2 separate regions of the Mus musculus genome follow, and region 2 is linked to region 1. A link is a contact called in public HiChIP or PLAC-seq data. All regions are on one chromosome and are shown on one strand. Each heading gives the region's core, a stretch centred on a gene start, on an enhancer-like site or on the middle of the called end of the contact. The rest is flanking DNA. Distances are from core to core; before and after follow the strand shown. Region 1 holds the start of Tlcd1 (TLC domain containing 1). Region 2 holds the start of Poldip2 (polymerase (DNA-directed), delta interacting protein 2).

Region 1 (6,497 bases), core at 1,477-3,976:
AGATGGTTGTGAGCCACCATGTGGTTGCTGAGATTTGAACTCAGGACCTTTTGGAGAGCAGTCTGTGCTCTTAACCATCTCTTCAGCTCTTGCTTGTCTTTTCTTTTGGAGACAATCTCTATGTAGTCCAGGTTGGCCTCGAATTCACAGCAATGCTCCTACATCTGCTCCCAAGTACTGAAATGACAAGCGTGTACCACCCCACCTGGTGCACGGTCTCTTACTGTTGATAACTGCTCAAACTTCATTAACTGTTTTAACAATATCTTGTTTGTTTGGATCAACTACCTATGGGCTATGTTCGTAAAGGGGAAGTACCTCGCCTGTTTTGGTCATAACTGTAAACTCCGGGCAGTCTGACCTGTGCAGTTTACGCTTATTATCAGTTGAAGCAAAGAATAACCAATCTACAGGGAAAAACTATCTTCCAAGGGCACAGGCTGGTCTGGAGGGCGTGGTTTGGCTGTGGGCGGGGCCTCCCGCCTAAACCTAAGGACCGGATGCCTGGGCGGGGCATCCCATAGTGGTGCTCTGGCTTCGGGGCGGAGCCAACAGGGCCACGATTTCTTGGTCAGAATTAGGGCCCTAATTTCTCCCTTAGCATTTCCTCCCCAGCGCCCTGGCTCACCCGAAGGCACCTCTTCCCACCACTCGGATCCGCTCGTACTTCTCCATCTCATTTCTCAGTTACGCTTCTGGAATCCCGGTGCGGCGCGTGCGCGGACCCTCCCATCTGGGAGCTCCTCCTCCTTGCTGTAAAACTTTTGCAGGGCGGAGCCGGCGAAACGGGGGCGTCTGTCGAGTCCGGCGTCTTTCTCTGACTTTGAACTCAACCTAGAGGCTAAGTCGTGTTTCCCCAACGAGGGATCAGAGAATAGTCGTTCTGGGTTTCTTGACGAGTCCCTCAGTGCTCAGAACCGTACCAGCCACATCGCACACGCGTGACTTGGGCATAGGTAGTTAGACTGGAGCGATAAGGCGCCCACTTATGTTGCCCGGCAAAAAAACAAGATTGTTCTTTCAGAGGTCTAATGCGAGTGGAATGCGAAGATCGATACAGTCCCCACTGTCCGGGACGAGTTGGCACTACCTCAGAAAGATAAAGGGATTCTCATGATTGGCACGTAAAGTATAAACCACCAAAACCGAGCCGGTCTGTGTGGGGAGAGGAGCGGCGTTATTTGGTGTTTGCCGAGGGAGGGACCGGGAAAACCCCAGTTGGACAAACTGATTCACCTGAAGAGTACATGACGTGGTCTCTTGGTTGTAACAACTACTGAGCACAGTGCTCTCGGTTTCTCAGAATCCGCACAAAACGCTGCCGTAGGGGGACTCGGAGCTTTACTCAAAACTTATAGCGTCGCGGTAGGGGGAAACCCAGAGAAGGTTCTATGCTTCTGTCCAGAAATAGTGGGCTGGTTGGTATCGCTGCTAGGGTTTCGACCAGGATGAATGAAATCCTGACTTCTTCATGACGCCTGCAGCTCTAAGGGAGTTATAAAATGTCAGTATTCAGGAGGTGGTCCTTAGCTAACAACGTTCCTATTTCTCAGTGGGCGAGAGAAGGGTTGTTTATTTTTTGTCCCTGCCCCGCCCCAAACTAGCCTACGTGGAGGGAACCTGTGGTCACTGGCTCAGGCCGGAGTTGGCTGGGGAAGCAAAGAGGGAGTGCTGGGGTAAAACGCTCACACAAAACATTACATCGTGCTATCACTTAGTAACCGAATGGGCCTTGAGTGACCCTGGGGACCTCTGGGAGTTAATGTGTAACCCTGGAACCATCAGGGAAGGCAGCAAATACCCAAAAGGCATAGGTGCCTGGGAGTCTGAGCTTGGGCTTTTGCCCCTCAACATCTTGAAACACCGTTCTCCTAGTCCCCACTTTTTGCCCTCGTTGTCCACTTCCACCTCCCAAAGGCACACTCCCTTCATTCAGCACCGCCTCTGGGTTGCTCCTTTTCTCCTGGTCTGCCGATCCCGCTCCGCAGAGCAACTGCCTTACTCTCTGGAGTGGAGGCGGGCTTGGATCCCGCATCACAGTGAGGACAGACTGACACCTAGTGGCCAGAAGCCGCATCTACTCCAGGCCGCTGCCCTGGAGAGAGGGTCACCCCAGCTGTCTGGGCAAATCGGCAGCCTTCCCCGCCCCAGCCTCCAAGGAGCCAGAAGAGGGTTGGGACTGTCTGAGGGAGGACTGTGACAACCGCTGTGTTCCAGGAGCCCAAGAACGATGGGGAGAAGTGTGGTGATGGTGGGTGACTCAACAGTTCCTAAGCACCACTCGTGCGGGGCGCGGGAGAAGCAGGTAAACACGTCGATCCCGGTCCAAGAGAGGAATCGAGTCTGGGCGGAGCCGTGGTCTGAGGCGGCGCTCCTGAGCCCCCGGGTTTAGCGTTCAGCAGCCCGGTCTGTGCGACGGTCCCGCCCAGCTCTGCCCTGAAAGAGTTGAGAGAGGAGCGTTCTCGCAGAACCTGCCCAGGGTGTAGGAGCTGGTGGCGGCAGAGAAAGTCGGGAAGTGGGCTAGTGGGGCCGTACGCACGAGGGCGGCCGAGGACGCCTTCGGATGTCGGGAGGCGCCAGACAGGGTGCCTCGGCAACGATGGCGAGGACAGCCCCTTCGCGCTCGAAGTCGGCCGATTCCGGGCGGGGCCCTGGGGGACACCGGCCTCGCGCCCTCCTCGCGGCAGAGGCGCCCGAGGGGCGGGGGCAGGCGGCGGGGCGGGGCGGGGGCGAGGGCGGCAGGGGCGGGCAGAGGCCTCACTGGGAACGCGGGGAGGAGCGAAGGGGCCTTGAGGGCTCCGCGAAACTGTGGGGCTGGCGGCCCGCGGCAGAAACGATCGTGGCGCGCTGGCCAGAGAAGGAACGGTGTTCCCAGAACTGTCGGAGGAGACGGCTTAAGGGGCGGACAGACAGACGGCAGGAAGGGTCAGCATGCCCCTACTGTTCCACCCCGCCTGGCCGCTGCTCCTGGGCGCCACGCTGACCTTCCGGGCACTCCGGCGCGTGCTCTGTCGCCTGCCCCAGCCTGCACACGTGCAAACCGACCCCCTGCGCACCTGGCGTTGGCACAACCTACTCGTCTCTTTCACCCACTCCATTGTATCAGGGATCTGGGCACTGCTGTGGTGAGTGAACAACCCGGGGTAAATGAGATGGCCGTGGGATCTTTCGCGGGGTGCTCGGACTGGGCTCCCTCTTGCTATTCCCATCACGGGTGAACAGACGCCAAGGATCTCACCTGATTCCGTTTGGAAAACTACCCAACCAAGAACGGCTGTGGGAAACCCAAGGTACCTGGGCTTTGGCCAAGTCCCTCCTTACTCTTCAACCAGCCAATAGTAGGCGCACAGAGCACCCTGGGACTGGCAAGACTGTTGGGGGAGGCGAGGGTCCTCCGGGAGGCTACAACCGCGAGAACATCCCTTTTCTCTATTCCAGCTTATGGCAAACCCCTGAAATGCTGGTGGAGATTGAAACAGCGTGGTCAGCTTCTGGCTATTTGCTTGTTTGCTTCTCTGCAGGTAGGTTATGCCCAAGAAGGTTAAGATTAGATTGGAAGATAATTTCAAAGTGTTCAGTCTTTTCCTCTTTCCCTACCTCTCCACTAGGATACTTTATCCACGACACAGTGGACATTGTGGTTAGCAAGCAAACTCGAGCTTCTTGGGAATACCTTGTTCATCATGTCATGGTAAGGGAGAACCCGGTGAAATGACACAGGCAAAATCTTCACAACCCCTGGAGCCAGGGAGGGAGGCCATCTTAACCCAGCAGCGTCTGACTTCTAAGTTGCCTAAGACTCTCTCAATGTTTAAACACCTTCTGGGGACAGCAGAGTGCCTAGGCCTATCTACTATCTAGGTAAACAGACCAGGATGTCATACAGAGTTAGACCCTCGTGGACAAAGTCTAACGCTAGTGAATAAAGAAACCTTAGCAGTAAAGTTGGTGTTCCTCAGCTTCCGACTGATATGACCTGTTTTCATGGGCCCTTGTTCTGTCACTTGTCCCCTAGGCTATGGGCGCCTTCTTCTCTGGTATCTTTTGGAAAAGATTTGTTGGTGGTGGCGTCTTAACACTACTGGTAGAGGTCAGCAACATCTTCCTCACCTTAAGGATGATGATGAAGATAAACAATGCTCAGGATCTCCTCCTCTACAAGGTCAACAAGTATATCAACTTGGTCATGTACTTCCTCTTCCGATTGGCCCCTCAGGCCTACCTCACCAAGTTCTTCCTACAGTATGCTGGCCAGAGGACCCTGGGCACATTCTTGTTGGCCATCCTGCTCATGCTGGACTTGATGATAATCATCTACTTTTCTCGCCTCCTCCGCTCTGATTTCTGCCCTGAACGTGCACCCAGGCGCCAACAAAAAGACAAATTCTTGACTGAGTGAGAAAGTAGAACCCAGGACTTGTAAAAGGGATGGCAAGCACAGCCAATTGCTCTGTAACATAAACTAGTACTCTGCCCCAAGCTTGGGTGTATTCTGGGGCCAGCCTTTCCACCTTAAGCTTACACCCACACTATTGAAAACACTAATGAAAGCTCTCTGAAGTCCTGTTCTTGGGCAAGGGTTGAGGGAAGCAGACCAACCGGTTGGGCATGGCTAAATGGGTGAGGACAAGACACTGTCCAAAAGCCTGCCAACCCATACTGCCCTGAAATGGATGCTGACAATTCTAAAATAACCCCTCTGCTCTTCCAAACCCTGGTATTGGTTTCACACCAGCCTGTAGCAGGGAAGGAATTCTTGTAAAGCTTGTCCTTTGAGCCTGTGATGGAGCAGTGTCCCAGGAGAACCAACACCTGTCTATAATAAATGACCCTGGTACTGAGCTAGCATGGGGACTGCATCATCATGTGTCCCCATTGGGTTAAGCAAATCAAGTCTTAATTGCTCAGAGCTGAGAAAGCCCTGGGTTTGATCCCAGCACCCACCCCGCAGCATGGCCTTGTCCCCAGCCCAACTAGAAAGCGACAAATGACAAGCAGCATTATTTATGGTGAAAAAAGTATATATTTAGAATTAGCCATCTGGACTCAGTTTAGATGATCCCAATCTGAAAAACAAAACAAAACGGAGCTGAGTTACTGGAGCTGAATTCCTTAAGGTTAAGTGTGCTGGGAGGACAGGACAGGGAGGGCGGGGCTTGTTAGAGAGTGCAGTCAGATTTGCTGTTGATGCAGCATCTAAACAGAGAAATGATTATGCTTACCTTGTTGGCAACATCTAGGGCATCATAATCAGGAGCCAAGCGAACATACGCCTTCTTCTCTCCGTCGGGCCTGTGTGGAGAAGGAAGCCTCAGAGTTAGATGCTCACAACCCCTGCCCTTCCCACACCCTTCCCATATCCCTCCTCAGCATCAGTGGTTCCTTTGTTGGTGTCATTCTTTTCCAAACATTGAGTTTTCCATCATTTGCACAGAGCTTAAGTAAAGGCCCACAAGCTTTCTGATCTCTGCCTGGCCCAACTCACCTTATCAGGGTATTGACTTTGGCCACATCGATGTCATAGAGTTTCTTGACAGCCTGTTTGATCTGATGCTTATTGGCCTTGACATCCACAATGAACACAAGAGTGTTGTTGTCCTCTATTTTCTTCATGGCTGACTCCGTGGTCAGTGGGAATTTGATGATAGCATAGTGGTCAAGCCTAGGGAGAGATGGGAGAGGAAAATGGAGTTAGCTGCCCTGGTGCCAGCATTCAACACATGGTTTACTTTAGAACCAGACTAGGAAAGAATAGGTGCATCAGACAATAGATCACAATCATCTTTATCAGACTTTGGTCGCTAAATAATGTCATCACATGCACCCAAACCACTATGGGCTCAACTTCCCATTTACAGTCAAATCCTGTATATTCTCTTGACTAAAGAATCAAGTTTAATTTATGCATTTATCCACTGGAGTTCCACATTTACTATTATGAGACCAGATCAAATAAATAACTATAGAGAAAATTGTGCTCAATTGCTAGAGGTTGGCTACACCCCAAGAGTGTAGTTGAGGCAGGGGCTCACAATACAGCACAAGCTAGCCTGAAATCCAAGAGCCACACTCACTCACACCCGCCCCTCTGATCTGAGACATGAACCCCAAGATGACCTTGGACTTGAGATTCTCTAGCCTCCACCACCCAGCATTACAGAATAACCACCAAGCATGGTGAAAACAATGCAACTCTAAAATTGGCCTTGAGCTATCAGGAAACAACTTTTTCTTAAGATTCTGAAAAGCCAAGTTTTTACTTATGCAACTGCCAAGTAATGACTCAAAAATTCTAGGTACAAATAGGCAATGAATTGTGTCTGGTGAGTACTTCCCCCATAGACAAAACACTTTTCAGTAAGCATTCTCTCAAACTTCCTTTGAGTAGCGTCAGAATTTGATCAATTAAGTGTCTTTCAGGCTGGAGAGATGGCTCATCTGTTGAGAACACTGACTGTTCTTCCAGAGGTCCTGAGTTCAATTCCCAGCAACCACAC
Region 2 (6,497 bases), core at 1,104-3,603, 330 kb after region 1:
AGTCTCAGTTTTCCAAAGCCGTCAGAGAGGTTTCTCTCCCTGATCTTAGACTCCCAACAGCTTTTGGTTTTGTTTTTTTAAATCCTTTGTACATGCACATAAACCCGAGCAGCAGTACATGTGTGCAGGGAAGAGATAACCTTTGGGAGTCAGCCTTTCCCTCCACCATGGGGGTCCTAAGGACAGAACCCAGGTTGCCTGCCATGCTTGGTAGCAAGTGCCCCCACTCATTGAGGTATTTCACTGGCCCCCAAATTTTATGTATTTATTGGTGCTAGGGCCTTGTCAAGTACTATCCCACTGAGCCACAGCTCAGCTTTTCCAAAGAATTAAAATATAAGATTTCAAACCCAAAAGCTGATTAATAAAACCTGTACCCAACTCTCACAAATTTCTGTTACATACCCGGGGAGGCTTCACAATCTCTGGAAAGTAGATGTCACTGCCTTCTAGGAGTTCATGAAGATACAGCCTGGAATCTGGAAAGAATAAGGTTCCACATAATGACACGTGCAGCTGAGGCTGGAAAGCTAAGATGACAGAAGTGGGTAGCCCTAATTTTTACCCAAATAAAACACGGCCATCCCTGTAAACTCATATATATTTCATATTTAACTCATATATTTCATATATAACTCGTATATATATATATATATATATATCATATTTCACTGAAGTTAAGATGGAAGTAGTAAACCTGGGGTTTATGAGAAGGCTTTTGGACTGGATATATGAGAACTCGGTAGGCACTGGAGAGTGATATGGGGGAAAATACGCCTCAGAAAGGATTAGATCTGAAAAGAACGCGGCGACTCTTGATTGGGGACCGCTCACTTCTTTCTCTCATATATAGATATATTGTTGAGACAAGGCTGATATATGTATATACATACACATATCATGTAGACCAGGCTGGCTCAGAACTCATTATGAAACCAGTCTAACCTTAAGTTCATTTAGATACACCTAGCTGTCTCTTGAATTCTCATGTACTTCATCTAGACAACTCACAATCTTACTGCCTCAGCCCCTTGGGTTTCAGGTACGTGCCATGCCCAACCTTGTGATCATTTTCTTTCTCTCCTTGTGTTTATTCAATTATTTTTCATTTTACTCAAGATAACTTTCAACTAGGAAAGATTTAGGACAATTCCACCTAAGTATTTTTTAGTGTCATAGAGTGGACTTTAACTGTCAGTCTTCGTTACCAACCCTACCTCACCACTACCAATGGTAGGTTATTTCTGTGAAAATAATAGATCTGTCCTAGTCAGGATTGGGTTGTGATGCTAAACACTCAGCGGACACTGTATTAGAGGATCTTTTTCTAAGATTCTCTTAAGTCTAAATAGTTGATCATCTACCCTTTGCACTTCTGGCCAGGATATGTTAACTCTGGCAAGGTAAGTTACATGCCAGTTTACCCTATTCCCTACCTTAACATAAGTAAATAGGTCTGAAAAGGAGAAATGACTTCTTTACAATGTCTAGAACTACATGCGACTCAATCCAGATCTTTCAATAGTTTTTGTTGTTGTTACCGTTTCCCTACCCTCACCCCTAAACTGGGGCTTGCACCTTTACCTTTGAGATGGAAGGAAAAAAAATCACTTTTTCCAAACACGATATGCTCACTATTGATATATGGCCCTCAAATGGAGAAACTCAACCTGTCAGATAGTACTGGGCTACAATCTCGACTTCCTAAAAAAATTCACATGGACTTAGGTGGCACTAAAAGAGGACTCAACAAAATCTGAAAATACGTTTTGTAACACACTAAGAATTTTCACGGAAGTTAAGATGGAAGTAGTAAACCTGGGGTTTATGAGAAGGCTTTTGGACTGGATATATGAGAACTCGGTAGGCACTCGAGAGTGATGGGGGGAAAATACGCCTCAGAAGGGATTAGATCTGAAAAGAACGCGGCGACTCTTGAATGGGGACCGCTCACTTCTTTCTCTCAGGTGCTGATGCAGATCTCGGATGAGACGGAATGAAACCAGGCGCCGGGGTCCCGTGGCATTATCACTGCCCGCGTGTTTCTTTCCCAGAGCAGCCTCGAGCTGGGCACGCAGCTTCCGGGGGAGCTGCTCCCGTTCCAGTTCTCCGCCAGGACCCAAAGCGCGAACCAGTCGTTCGCCGGCAAGCAAGGAAGACGCCATTTCTGCCTCACGCTCTGATCAGGTGATCCCAAACTCGGACTTCCGCTCACAGGCGCCGGATGTAGCTGGAGGAGCCCACGCGGCCGCGGGGGGCGGGCCCGAGGGGAGGGGCTTAGGCGCGGGGCAGTGTGGGGCGGGGGCGGGACGGCGCCCCGCCGCGGGTCGGGCCCTGTGTCAGCAGCCGAGCGGGCGCTCGGGCGGGACATGGCTGGTTGTGTGGCCCGACGGGCCCTAGCAGTGGGCAGCCGCTGGTGGTCTCGGTCGCTGGCCACGACCCGAGGGTCGAGGCCACTGTGTGCGGTCGGTGGAGCAGGGGGCCTTCCGCCGGTGGCCACAGCGACGACCCGAAGGCATCTGTCGTCCCGGTGAGGGACGGAGAGAGGGGGCCAGGGAGCCGGGCCCAGAATCTAGGGAGCGTTTTCTACCTAGCTACTAAGGAAGCCAGGAGGCCTGACTCTGTTTGGGCAGCCGGAGTGCCACCTGAGAAAGGGTCCCGAGGAGAGAGCCGACACGGGCTGCTTGGGACATGTGCCAAGAGCAAAGAAGGGAGCACTGCCCAGGGCCCTGGCAGTGCAGGGCAGCTCCGAGGGAGAACAAGTAACGCTTCTTAGGCGAATCCTGCCTCCCAGGCTGGGGTCCCCGGCACCTGGAGTGGGCTGCCATTTAATACAACTACAGGGATCCCCGGGCCCTTTTGGGTCAGTGACTCTCAGAAATATGCTATTCTGTGGGAAACAAGTCGATTTAAGTGTCTACCTTTGTGGGTCCTGTTTCCATGTGACCTTGGGGAGACTGATTTTGCCCATGTGACTTGGGAAATAGGGGTTGAGGCTCGGGGGGGGGGGGGCGGTGTAAACAAAGCCTTGTAGGGATCAGACAGGATTGAAAAGTTGGCTATGAAGTTAACATTTCCAAAGTAACATTACAGTGCTTTGATGGATCCATAGCAAAATTAATCCTATTTAAAAGGATAAGTTGATGGAAATGACCTGATAGTGGTTAAGGGAGGTATTTGCTATTTAAGACAAGTAAATGTGAAAAGACACTGGGTGGAGACACGGCAGTGCTAAGTGTACTGTGTGGGGTACCTTTGAGAATCTAGAAATGCTAGGTCCTGAGGTCAGGGTAAAGACTTAGAATTTACAGCACAGTTGAATGTGTAGGATTGGGAGAATCATGCTGTGTAGCCAGATGGGCCCAGAACCTGTTATTTTCCAGCCTTAGCCTTAAGAGCCCTGGGATTACCGATGTGTGGAACCATTTTTGGTTCAGAACAATTCTTCCAAGTAGCAAATGCCAGGCTTAGTGAGTATACTGCCAAGCAGCAGTGGGTAAAAGTAGAGACAGAAGAACTGCTTGCCTCAGAACAAATGCTTTTTGAGCACCTCTTACACACTAGGCATGTCTCTCAGGTCCTTAATGGACTCAAGGCATGCATACCAGGAACTGAAATGCAAAGTTGGAAGGATGGTTAACATGTGGGGGGGGGGGAAGACCCGGAGGGTGGGTGAAGGTGTGCATTGAAACAGGATATGCAAGAATAAGAATGACTTTGGAAATGCTAAGTAAAGATAGAAGGAAGTAAGTTTGGAGTAGTCACACAAAACCCTGGAAGACTGGGAGACCTTCACCATGTAGATGCCCATGGCTGGATCTTAAATGAGGAAAAGCAGCATCCTGGGCCTTGGCTGTCATTGCCCTGACCCTGCAGAGTACTAGGGGGCTTTCTTTGTTCACGTGTCTGATTTTTCCTGGCGAAGGACTGCTGTCTTCTCAGGGTCTCACTTGCTTGTTCTTTTCCTTCCCACTCAGGAACCGTGCAGAGGGCAAAGTGCTGGAGACAGTTGGTGTGTTTGAGGTGCCAAAACAAAATGGAAAATATGAGACTGGGCAGGTAGGTACTGTGCTAGGTCTCCTCTCATTTTCATGGACTATTCTGTTTCTGAATGCAGCTAAGTTTGGTCAGAATATTGAATCTCAGCGGTATTTGTATCTTTTCATTCTTCATCTCTTTGCCCACCGGTCTTAGAGACAGATGCCATCTGCTGAGCTACACCCCAAGTTTCAATCCATCTTCATTTTGACCAAGATAAATTTTGGACTTGTTTTGAGGCAGAGTCTTCTGTGTAGCTTAGTTTAGCCTTGACTCATTCTGTAACCCACGGTGACCTTGACATTGCAAACTCGTTCCCTTATGGAATACTTGTGTTACAGATGTGTGTAACCATGTTCAGCTCAGAATCACAAATTAAGAAAAAAAAGGTTGTTTTTGTTTTTTTTTTTTACATTGATTTATTTAGAATGGGTATGTGTGTACACGTGCGTGTGTGCATGCGCCCAGGCATGGAGATCAAAGAACAACTGATAGTATGTATTCTTACGTGTGAATGCATGTGCACTAGAGTCACAAAACTTGTTAAAGATGGATTTCTGGAGATATGTGTATAATAGCATCAAATCCCAGCACTCCAGAAGCAGGGGCAGAAGGATCACTTCAAGTTGGAGGTCTAGTGTAGTGATACTCTTAAAACACAGTAAGAAGCAGGCGATGTGGCTCGACTGGTCAAGGCACTTGCTGAGGAAGCCTAGAAGTAAAGGTGAGGACAGAACTGACTCCAGAGTCACATAGCCCCAGGTAACCCAATGCCTCTGACTTCCTTGGGTCCCTGCACTCAAGTGCATGGTACCCAGATACAGATCCACACATATAACTAAAGTAAAACAAATCCTTAAAGCAGACAGTTATAATCAGTGGCTCTGCGCTGCAGTAAGAGGAGGGCAGGGCAAGGAAAGTTCCCTGGAGGCCAAAGGTGATCTGAAAGGTTGGGGTCAGCCTGGTGACAGGCATGAGAATACTTCAGTAGTTTGAGGGCAAAGCTGGGGAGACTGCTGTAGTTGCTTCTACCCAGGCCGCTATGGTCGGGGCCCACTTGGATGGATCTTCGAGACAGCAGGCTCATCGAGATCTCTCTCCTCCTAGCTATTCCTCCATAGTGTTTTTGGCTACCGAGGGGTCGTCCTGTTTCCCTGGCAGGCCAGACTGTATGACCGGGATGTGGCTTCTGCAACTCCAGAAAAGTAAGTTTCTCTATCTTATCTCATGGTGTCCTCAGGTGGCCTGACTTGTGGCAGACACATGCAGTTGGGGTAAAAACAGCATCCCTTGGGCTTTAGAAATAACCCCAAGCCAGGCGTGGTACTGTACACTTTAATCCCAGCACTTGGGAGGCAGAAACAGGAGGGTCTCTGAGTTCAAAGCCAGCTTGGTTTACAGAGTGAGCTCCAGAACTGCAAAAGAGCCAGGCCTTTGTAGAGAGACCCTGTTTCAGAAAACAAAACAAACAGGAACAAAACAAAACAACCCAACCAACTAAAATAAAGGAAATAATCCCAGAGTGTTTCTTTGGCACTCATCCCCATGGAGACAAAAGTGCTATGGGGTCTCTGTGGGCCTCCCCAGAACTGTCTGTCCTTCCTTTTTATAATCTGAACCCCAGAGAATGTTTTAGGGAACAGTTTTCTTGATTTATTTTCTTACTTTTTTTTACTTCTTTTCTTTTAAAAAAGTTTGTTTTTATTTTGTGTATATGGATGTTTTGCCTGGAAGTGTCTGTGTACAGTACTCAGGGAGGCCAGAAGAGGGCGCTGGGTCCTGAGACTGGAATTAGAGATGGTGGTGAGCTGTCATGAGTGTTGGAAACCAAGCCTGGGTCCTCCATTAGAGCAGCAGTGCCCTTTAAACACAGCCATTTTTTACCCCTTCTCCTTTATGATTATTATTGAGTTTACCTTTTGATTTATTTCAATATTATTTATTACATGACTCTGGTTGCCCTAAACACATGAGATCTGTGTACCTCTGCCTCTGTCAGCCCAGTGCTGAGGAGGGCATGAGTTTCCACACCAGGCTATTCTTAATCCCTCCCTTTCTGAAGATTTTATTTTTATATAATGCATATGAATGTTATGCCTGCATGTAGCTCTGTGTCCCACATTCATGCAGTGCTCCTGGAGGCCAGAAGAGGGTGTAGATTCTTCAGAACTTGAGTTAAAGACAGTGTGAACTTCTTGTGGGTGCTGGAAACTAAACTTGGGTCCTCTGGACGAGCAGTTGGTGCTCTCAACCACTAAGCCCTCTTTCTAGCCCTGCTTTTTGGTTTCTTTTTTTTTTTTAAAAAGATTTATTTATTTATTTATTATATGTAAGTACACTGTATCTGTCTTCAGACACACCAGAAGAGGGCCTCAGATCTCATTATGGGTGGTTGTGAGCCACCATGTGGTTGCTGGGATTTGAACTCCGGACCTTTGGAAGAGCAGTCGGGTGCTCTT

Evidence for each region. HiChIP or PLAC-seq counts read pairs in DNA pulled down with a chosen protein or histone mark.
Region 2: an HNF4G HiChIP or PLAC-seq map of pancreatic cancer cells shows a contact between it and region 1. The contact joins the promoter of Poldip2 here to the promoter of Tlcd1 in region 1. A contact is called at or near these places in 1 of 39 promoter capture datasets (neural stem cells), 2 of 484 Hi-C or Micro-C datasets (both in embryonic stem cells), 4 of 115 datasets of contacts at active chromatin or transcription factors (the SCID.adh cell line, embryonic stem cells and pancreatic cancer cells) and 3 of 9 other capture datasets (adipose tissue, liver and pancreatic islet).

The regions. Positions count from the first base shown.
Region 1 is chr11:78,175,932-78,182,428 of GRCm38.p6, forward strand. It overlaps Tlcd1 (TLC domain containing 1), which reads left to right and starts at 2,727. Exons shown (of 4, transcript NM_026708.2): 1 at 2,727-3,125; 2 at 3,439-3,521; 3 at 3,609-3,691; 4 at 4,016-4,889. The coding sequence starts at 2,932. The coding sequence ends at 4,399. Mir7653 (microRNA 7653) reads left to right here and starts at 2,896; the gene lies at 2,896-2,956. It overlaps Nek8 (NIMA (never in mitosis gene a)-related expressed kinase 8), which reads right to left and starts at 735. Exons shown (of 15, transcript NM_080849.3): 1 at 629-735. The coding sequence starts at 675. It overlaps Rpl23a (ribosomal protein L23A), which reads right to left. Exons shown (of 5, transcript NM_207523.2): 3 at 5,486-5,662; 4 at 5,223-5,292; 5 at 5,004-5,066. The coding sequence ends at 5,052. It also overlaps Snord42a and Snord4a.
Region 2 is chr11:78,509,943-78,516,439 of GRCm38.p6, forward strand. Poldip2 (polymerase (DNA-directed), delta interacting protein 2) reads left to right here and starts at 2,354. Exons shown (of 11, transcript NM_026389.3): 1 at 2,354-2,530; 2 at 3,978-4,059; 3 at 5,146-5,243. The coding sequence starts at 2,370. It overlaps Tmem199 (transmembrane protein 199), which reads right to left and starts at 2,226. Exons shown (of 6, transcript NM_199199.3): 1 at 1,955-2,226; 2 at 406-479. The coding sequence starts at 2,165.